Regions from separate parts of the Acanthopagrus latus genome. Here region 1 is linked to region 2. A link is a contact called in public Hi-C data. All regions are on one chromosome and are shown on one strand. The core of a region is the stretch at or near the end of the contact, and the rest is flanking DNA. Distances in the headings are between cores, read along the strand shown. Region 1 holds the start of LOC119008306 (LIM domain-containing protein). Region 2 holds the start of bdh1 (D-beta-hydroxybutyrate dehydrogenase, mitochondrial).

Region 1 (4,312 bases), core at 1,002-3,501, 180 kb after region 2:
AATAAATAAATCCTGTGTTTATTTAAAATCTGGAGAACAACAATGATTCACATAACTGAATGGAGAAACCAGAAGCATGTTTATGTTTATATGGTGACAGAACATCAGTGTTGTTTTCAGCTCGTCCTGCTGCCCCCGTGTGGCCACAATTGATCAATGCAGCTTTGAGTTCAGCATTTCACTTAATGCATTAAGTTACAGTGCTTTCCAAAACTGCTTGCAGAGCTTATGATTCATAGTTTCTGGGTTGTGTCGTCGATTTAATGACAACCTTTTCAAAAGAAGATTCCCAAATTATCCTAATTTCACTTTTTATTTTTAGCTCTTGTGTCAGTGCAGTGAACCTTGTCCAGGCCTCAGTGGTTTTACTGCAGTGAAGCCATTTCACCACAAGATAGCACTATTATGAAACCCCCCTATCATCACAGTATGCACTGTGATTATACTCTGCAGCACCAGCCTGAAACAAAACAATCATTACATCTACAGTGTGAGGCCCATAAAGCTAAATATTGTGTATACAGTTCATTTCAAATGCAGCTTAACTTCTTAGCAGATGCAGTTCTGCTGCAGCATGTGTCCGGGGGCAGCCTGGTTGGGGTCGGTGTGGTCGACGAGGTCACGAGGGAGCAGATCTTCCTGCTGCTCCCACTTGATCCCAGAGAGTCAGCAGGTTTTGGAATTCCTGGGTGGAGACGAACCTCCACAACACTTGTTTTCTCGCTGGCTGTCTGCTGCCGACTCCTGAGCCCCAGCCAGTTGAGATCTAATTTAAGAACGGAGGACCTTTTAAAAGAAGCAGTAAAAAAATAATTGTTTAATTGCAGTGCTGCAGTGTGGAGCGATATTTTGAATGGGGCGTTCAAAGTGGGGCACCGACTTTAAAGAGGGTTTGCACTAACCGAGGCCTTTTGGATCTTCAGCTCTTTGCGGTCAAGCAACTTCAAACATTTCCAGTACAGTGTGCCAGATTTATGATCTGTTTATGGCCATTTCTTTGTTTCTGGGTGTGATGATTTATTAGTTGACAGCTCTTTGAATGCAAAAAGGGGATAAATCGAGAGCACAAAACTAAAAGTGAGTATATGTTTACATCCCTCCAGAAGTGTCCTTGAGCAACACACTCAAACACTAAGGCTGCAAGGAGTACTGTTTTGTACCTAATCTTGCAAGGTTAATTAACACGCCTCGTGGAAATCCTATTCCAGTGTTCCTATGTGTTCCTTAAAGGAACAGTTCACCCCCAAAAAAATTAAATTCAATCATTATTTACTCATTCTATAGCTACTGGACAGTTGGGGATAGTTCTAATCAATACAACATTTCTGGAGCTTCACAGCAAAACAGCATCGCAGCATTCTCCTAAACAACTAATGTAGATTTGTTTAAAATATTTTAAAAAAAAAAACAACAACCTAATAATAAAACATGAAATGGCTCCATGCAGCTCATCCAGTGTAATACATGTCTCTGGAAGGCCAGAGATCTGTTATACAAGGGTGTAAATAACATTTTCTTTTTTCAAATGAATTCAGGCTCTTAAAGTTTTGGGAGACTTGGATTATGGCAATTTATGTTTTATTTTATTTTATAAATTTCTTAACAAGTCCCCATCTCCTAAATTTGCTTATGAGAATGCTGCATCACATGGATAATGACCAAGTTTTCATTTATGGTTGAACTTTAAAATGATAAAACCAAACGTGCACAGCGTTCTGCCTTTAACTAACACTAGCAATTTTTGGACCTTTGGAAGCCTAAAAATATGCTGATGCTTGTTTTCGATTAACATTGTTTGTACAGTTCAACAGCTCTTGTTTGTCACGCACTGCTGAAAATATGGACTGTGGCTTGTGTGTCCACTAATCGTGTACTTGAGATAATTTACAGATGTTTAGGCGTTAATTATTACTCCAATAGACACATTTCTCCAAAATGATGACACATTTCCCCTGTGTTGTTTAGAAATTCTCCTGAACAAACTCAACAACACACTGTGAACATGTACAGTACATCAGCTCTTGGCAGCACAGCAGCACATTACCAGCAGTCATCTGCTCTGACCTGATGTTGTAAATTAGTTAATCAGTGTCTCTCACAGAATGCTGTCAAAGCAAAAACCAAAAGCTGCATCTTATTGATGTTATCTTAAAGATGTTGAATGCAAAATCCAAATGGTGAATGTTTCTGCATTTCAAAATAAAAGAAGCGAATGCAGCCTGTGTCAGTAACCAGAGTCGTTGATTTACGTCCCGTTGTCTGCCACCATAGACATTTTCATAACTCATTTTACATAAATGAGGTAATGAGGAAGAAAAGGGACTTTGCTCACAGCCTGTGCACGTCTTGTGATTCTGCGGAAGTGCTTCTCATTGTCACAGGGAACAGACGCTGACTGACATCTTTCAGGTAACGATTCTACTCAGAATTGTCTTTATATAGTCCATAACCTTCAGGAAACTTTGTTTTTTATGAGTAATTATTGTGTTATTTTGCATGGCACTTAAATGGCATGACTTTGTACATTTGTTGCTACATCTCATTGATTAACAGCTGTGAATCATCGATGTTATAATACTCGATTTCTACAAGCGAAGCTTTACGAGTAGATCAAACTGTCACTTCTGGATTTAAGATGATAATTAAAACAGTATGTTTTGCTGTGTTTAAATACTTAACAGACTACGAGCTCCAGTTTGTTGATCCTCTACAGAGAGTGTCTGTATATTAGGTGATTATTTGGAAAATGTCTGCTGCTGAGACGTCATTGGCCATGGAATGGGAGAACAACCTGAGGCGCACCCAGTCACTGAGGAGCATCACCTCGTCATGTGACCAGCCCACCTGGACGGGGGCAGGGCTGCGGGGCAAGACCACGTCTGTGTCCCAGCTGGTTGCCAGGTGAAGAAAACATCTTCCTCGCTCTTTTTACATTTGTGACAATTAAAACACACAGTGCGCTATAACTTTAAAGGGTAACGCTGCAGATTTTACACACAGTTCAACTGCATATGTGAATAGAGCAGTATAAAGCTTTTTGTGGCTCCAGAAGAAGCTGGATGTAATCGGATAAACTGCATCCAGTGATGTGACTCAGTGGCTAGTTGCATTGTGGGAAATTAAGGCATCAGGTTTTGGATTAAAAATGGGGATACCTCTGGTTCTGTTGGATCAATTTTTCATTACTTGTTTTAAAACTGGCCAAAATGAGTCCAAGGAGTGCAGTGGTGAACCAGTGGATGACTGCATTACCCATAATGCAACTTGGCCACTGAATGACAACAATGGAGGAAATCTATCAGATTACATGCAGCTTCCCCAGGAGCCACAAAATGTTTTATACAACTTTTTTTACATACAGGATAGTATACAGGATAGTACTCCTGTACACATGCTTTAATGCGTAAAATTGGCGGAGTTACCCTTTAATATGGCTTTTGTGTATGTAAAAAGGTATCAAACAACAGTGGAAGTGAACACATCCATTGAAGAAACAATGGTAAGTAAAAGAACATTTAAAGAAAACTCTCTGACTTTACATGACGTACATGTGGACAAAATATGGGGAACTTTATCTTTTTTATCTCGCTGTCAGATGACTCCATCTCTCTCGGAGAGTCCAGAGATTCGTCTGGAGGTTCTGATAATGAGAAACGAAGAGAAGGAACGGTCTCGAGCCAAAGCGGGTTTGGTCCGCAGTAAGTCAGTGGGGAGCCTTCAAAGCAGCACTGTGTCCATCGAGGCCCTGAAGGCTGTGTTCGAGTCGAAGGTGCAAAACAACACCAAGAGCAGTTTCAGAGCCTCGAGTTCCACATCACCCTACAAGTCAGCAGATTTCATGCCGGTGATGAACGGAGAGGCTGAAGAGGTAGAGAGGCCTGCACAGAAAGTGAAGACCCAAATTCCTGCTGAGGCTCCTGTTGATGATGCGAAGGAGGAACGCGAGACCAAGAAGGTACATAGATTTGATCAGAATCCAAAATATTGACCTGTAAACCTGCTTTTACTAATATGATCATCAGAAAACATCAGTGGGAAAAAATTCAAGCATGTAAGTGTTAAACATTAAAAAGTTAACTAACAGCATCTACGGAATGTAGATGAAGAAGATATCACAGTTTTGATGTTAAGATGTCTATGTACTGTTGCAGAGATATCTACTGAGGTTAGCATGCTAACCAGCTAGCCGTGGTCCAGCGCCAAACCTGAACTAGCAGTGTAACTGAGCTAACTAGCTAACAACAGTAACAGCTGGCGGTTACACTGATGTGCAGCCCCCTTTTATGTTTTGAGCATGAATTCTTACATATTG
Region 2 (4,092 bases), core at 1,152-3,651:
CTCAGAAGTCCTGTGTCCATGCTTGGATGGGTCAGAGCCAAGTGCCATCCATGGTGGATCGGACTTGTTTCAGGAAGTCAGATGAATTTTTGATTAGATTGGGATATTGTGAATTTGGAGGCAAGAAGGCCACCCCTTGAGCTCTTTGTCAGGTCCATTGGGCCATTCCCAAGCAGTTTTTCTGTGTCCTAGGGTGCATTGTCCCGCTTGGGGAAGCCACCACCATCTGGGTGTTCTTAGTCTTTGACAATGTTTTGGTAAGTGATGCGTGTCAAGCTACATCCACATGAATTCCAGGACTAAAGGTTTCCCAGCAGGTCATTGCACCATAAGGAGATGAGCAATAAGTACTACACCCGTTTTGTTTATTTTAATGTTGTGACTGATTGGTGTGAAAGCCAGTTGAAACTTGGATGTGGTGTGTCGTAAATGCAGAAAATACTTAATGCGTGGAAATGCATTGTACTGAATTTTGCTGTCACATTTCTCCCCCTTTTCTTTCTTTCTTTTTTACCTTTTTACCTTTTCATTTTATTTTGTCTCCTATTCTGGATGATGTAATTCGTAGAGTCTTCCCTTTCATCTCCTAAAGATCCAGCACAGTGAGGTAGTCACTTGTGAGGGTCAACAGGTATGGTGTAGTATTGGTGTTGTTTGTAAGCAGTTTGTTGGCACCTGGTTTAATGCTATTACTGCTCTTCCTCTAAAATCAAAGCTGGTTTAATGCTAGTACTGCTATTACTCATAAAATTAGAGCTTTAGCTTGTGTTTGCCTACGGCCATTAATTAGGAAAGGCTACGTGTGGCGAGTCCAGTGATTTCAAACACCAATGAGCACTAAGGATGTTTTCTGCGCAGTCTATATCTCCTGTCATAGATTGATTTTTCTCCTCCCCTTGTCTTTGTTTCACTATTTTGTATTTTTATATTTTTTCACAGTTTGAGAGCCAGTCTTCATATGCACAAGCACTTGAACCCCAGCTGTCCTCAGAAGAACGGAAGCAGAAATGGGAGCAAGGTCAGGCAGACTACATGGGAATGGACTCATTTGACAACATCAAGAGAAAGCTTGACAGTTTCCTTAAATAGAGAAGCGATGCAGCCGGATATCGACAGAGTACTTGCAGTTTAACAAAACCATCACCACGCGTCTCTCAAGAAGATACTGTAAAACAGGTTTTCCTTCGTACCTGTTTCTCAACTAGAAATGAGTTGAGTCTCTCCTTCCACCAGCACTACCCTCGCCATACTCCAAAGACGGCGCCGTTTAAATGGGAAATAAAAAGTTAAATATCAAACGGCGTTAATTGTCTATGCAAGACTGTCATTATTCAGTGACCCGCCACGGGTGTCTGATCTGTTACACTGTGAAGAAAAATCAAAAGATTTATCATACGATTAAATTTTTTTGCAATACATTTTTTAAATTTTTTTTTTTTTTTTGCAGATTTTTTTTTTTTTTTTTCATGTCAGTGCTCTTCTTGTAAAAAGGGAGGTGGCAACAAGAGTTGAACTGGCATTTTGTATCTGTGTCTCAGATTAGCAGTCACTTACATAAACATTCTCTCCTTTTTTTTCTTTTTTACAATGCAGTCACTTAGTAATCTTCTGAGCATTAATGTTCTTTTCTCAGAAGTGTTTTGCTCTTGAATTAAAACAGTCTCATAGATATATATTTAAAAAAAAAAACATGTTTACAGCACTTCTAAAGGCCATGGTATGGTCAGTTAGCCATACATATATACTAGATCCTTCGTGCCTTAGTGTCTTGCTCTCTCTATTGCCATCATCCTATCTGTACTTGACTAGCAGCTTTTTCTGTAGGTGATGAGATTTTTTTCCTTGTGTTTTACTTGACCAGCATGTTGACTGTACCACAAAATCTTTCATCTGGTATAATAAAACCATCTTCAAAGTTTTGGATTTACTTGGATGCTTTTTGTTTACTTTTTTTTCTTGGTAGAACTGTTTCCACTAGCGTACGCTCTTCTATAGTTGTGGGTAAAATTAGTTTTTTTAAAAAAAAAATTAGGTTGTGTTATGTATTTAGTATTATTCTTTTACAGAGGATTGAGATTGATTATATTGATATACTCAAGAAAATTGACGGGTGGGCCATGGGAGTAAGTGAATACATATAACCGGATTAATTAGGATTTAATTAGGAAAAAGTTAATTAGTCTTGTAGAGTTACAGGCAAAAATATGTAATTAGATTAAGTAAAATAGAGGATTAGTAACAGGCTTACAATTTCGTTTTAATGAACACTTGAGTTCGTTAAATTTCGGTTCTTTTAAGTATATTTTCTATTTTAACGCGGATTTAAGCGAAACCGGAAGTGTTCCGGAGGGATACTTCTCTCTTTGTTCTTCTTCGTGGGTTTCTGGAAACGTCTCCAGAACCAAGAGGAAAAAGGGAAAAGGCGAGAAGTGTTCCCGCCGGACACTTCCGGTTTCGTCCCGGGGACAGCCAGACTAGACTTTCATGACGTCCACTAAACTTTTGAGAAATATACTACAGTAATTCAACACTTTGTATTTTTCATTAGGAGCTAACTGAAACAAACGTAACGGCTGGATACAGGCGAGGCTGGGTCAAGATAAACACGTTTTGCATGGAAAGTAACGGATGAACGTAACAAGTCAACACCGTTAACTACCGTTAAGTGCTTGCTAACTCGCTAAGCTAACTCAACTATTCCAAGCTTATGTTTAACTCGAACAAAAAAAAAACTGATAAAGGTGTAATAACCAGTTTTCAGAGGGTTACTTCACATTCATTCCGTTAACTTGAACGCAGCCCGGGGGATTTTTGGTGATGTGATCCGGGGGGCGTGCCGTGACCCCGGCTGTGGGTGATACAGACCGCTCCGCCAGGAAAGTAAACACACCATTCCGTCAAGATGGCCCCGCTCTCCGTGTTCCGAGTGGCGCTCCTGGTGTCGTTCTCCGTGCTCCTGACTGTCGTGCTGGGTTTGGGACTGCCTGCCCTGCTGAACGCGGCGATGAGGATGTTGGGGTTACCGGAGACGAGCGTCACCGAGTGCATAGTTATGCTGTATTCACTTTTCGTGCTGTACGTTGCGACGCCCCGAATTCCCAGAGGACTGGTGGAGGTAACGTTACAGTGGACTTCATTTCTGGCACTATAATGAACTCATGTCCTGTGTAGGTCCCATTGTGTTGTCACATTAGGCATTTTAGAAGAAGGCAAATGTCACAGCAACATCCATACAGCTGAGACTAGAGGGGTTAACGCTACAACAGGTTTTAATGCATTTTAGATAATGAAACTGCTGCCAGTGGAGCAATGCTGTCTGGATTTTTCATTACAAACCTTACATGTGTATTTTCTTTGAGAATGTTTTTATTTGATCACACTTTACAGGAATGCATTCAAGGTATTCTGTTGTCTTTTGTACATATTTTCACAGCTTTATATATCACTTTAGGAGAAGCCTTTACTATGTTGTTCCCCTCTCTGCAGGTGAAAGGGAAAGCTGTGCTGGTCACAGGTTGTGACTGTGGATTTGGACATGCGCTTGCAAAACATCTGCACAAACTCGGCTTCACGGTCTTCGCCGGATGTCTCCTCAAGGTATGGATAAGATGTAAAGCGAGCGCCCCATTAGACGCAACAACCCCGATGAAATTCAGAATATTCAATATTTGGACAAGGGGCCGCTCTCAAGTTCACAGTCTGCAACTGCATGTCCCATCAGAAAGAGATTAAAGGTGCACTGTGTGGTTTTGGAGAATAACGATGCATAGTCGCTTAAACAAAGCCACGAAATGAACTGTCTTTGTTTTCACAACTGCACAAACTGACCTTGGAGGACAGCACAGTTTGATACCGTTTTACTTTGTTGATATGTGGTGGACTCTGCCACCTTTTTTGCTTAAAACAGTGTTCTGGGGACCGTTATTTTCCTTTTGATTTATTCAAAATTTGAATTTCTTCTCCCAGACTACACAGTGCCCCTTTAAATCTGGTGTTTTTCATCTTAATGTCATGTGTTGGTGAGGAGAAGTGTCGTCCTTGCAGGACAAAGGCGGAGAGGGTGCAAAGGAACTGGAGGAATTTCATTCGGAT

Evidence for each region. Hi-C and Micro-C count contacts between places; a contact is called where the count stands out from the background.
Region 1: a contact with region 2 is called in a Hi-C map of muscle, with 2.1 times the contacts expected there. The contact joins the promoter of LOC119008306 here to the promoter of bdh1 in region 2. A contact is called at or near these places in 2 of 4 Hi-C or Micro-C datasets (both in muscle).

The regions. Positions count from the first base shown.
Region 1 is chr19:18,410,204-18,414,515 of fAcaLat1.1, forward strand. It overlaps LOC119008306 (LIM domain-containing protein), which reads left to right and starts at 2,252. Exons shown (of 9, transcript XM_037078412.1): 1 at 2,252-2,409; 2 at 2,682-2,901; 3 at 3,454-3,955. The coding sequence starts at 2,747.
Region 2 is chr19:18,227,966-18,232,057 of fAcaLat1.1, forward strand. bdh1 (D-beta-hydroxybutyrate dehydrogenase, mitochondrial) reads left to right here and starts at 2,402. Exons shown (of 6, transcript XM_037079154.1): 1 at 2,402-3,115; 2 at 3,487-3,597; 3 at 4,045-4,092. The coding sequence starts at 2,903. gyg1b (glycogenin-1b) reads left to right here. Exons shown (of 8, transcript XM_037079158.1): 7 at 569-631; 8 at 940-1,927. The coding sequence ends at 1,089.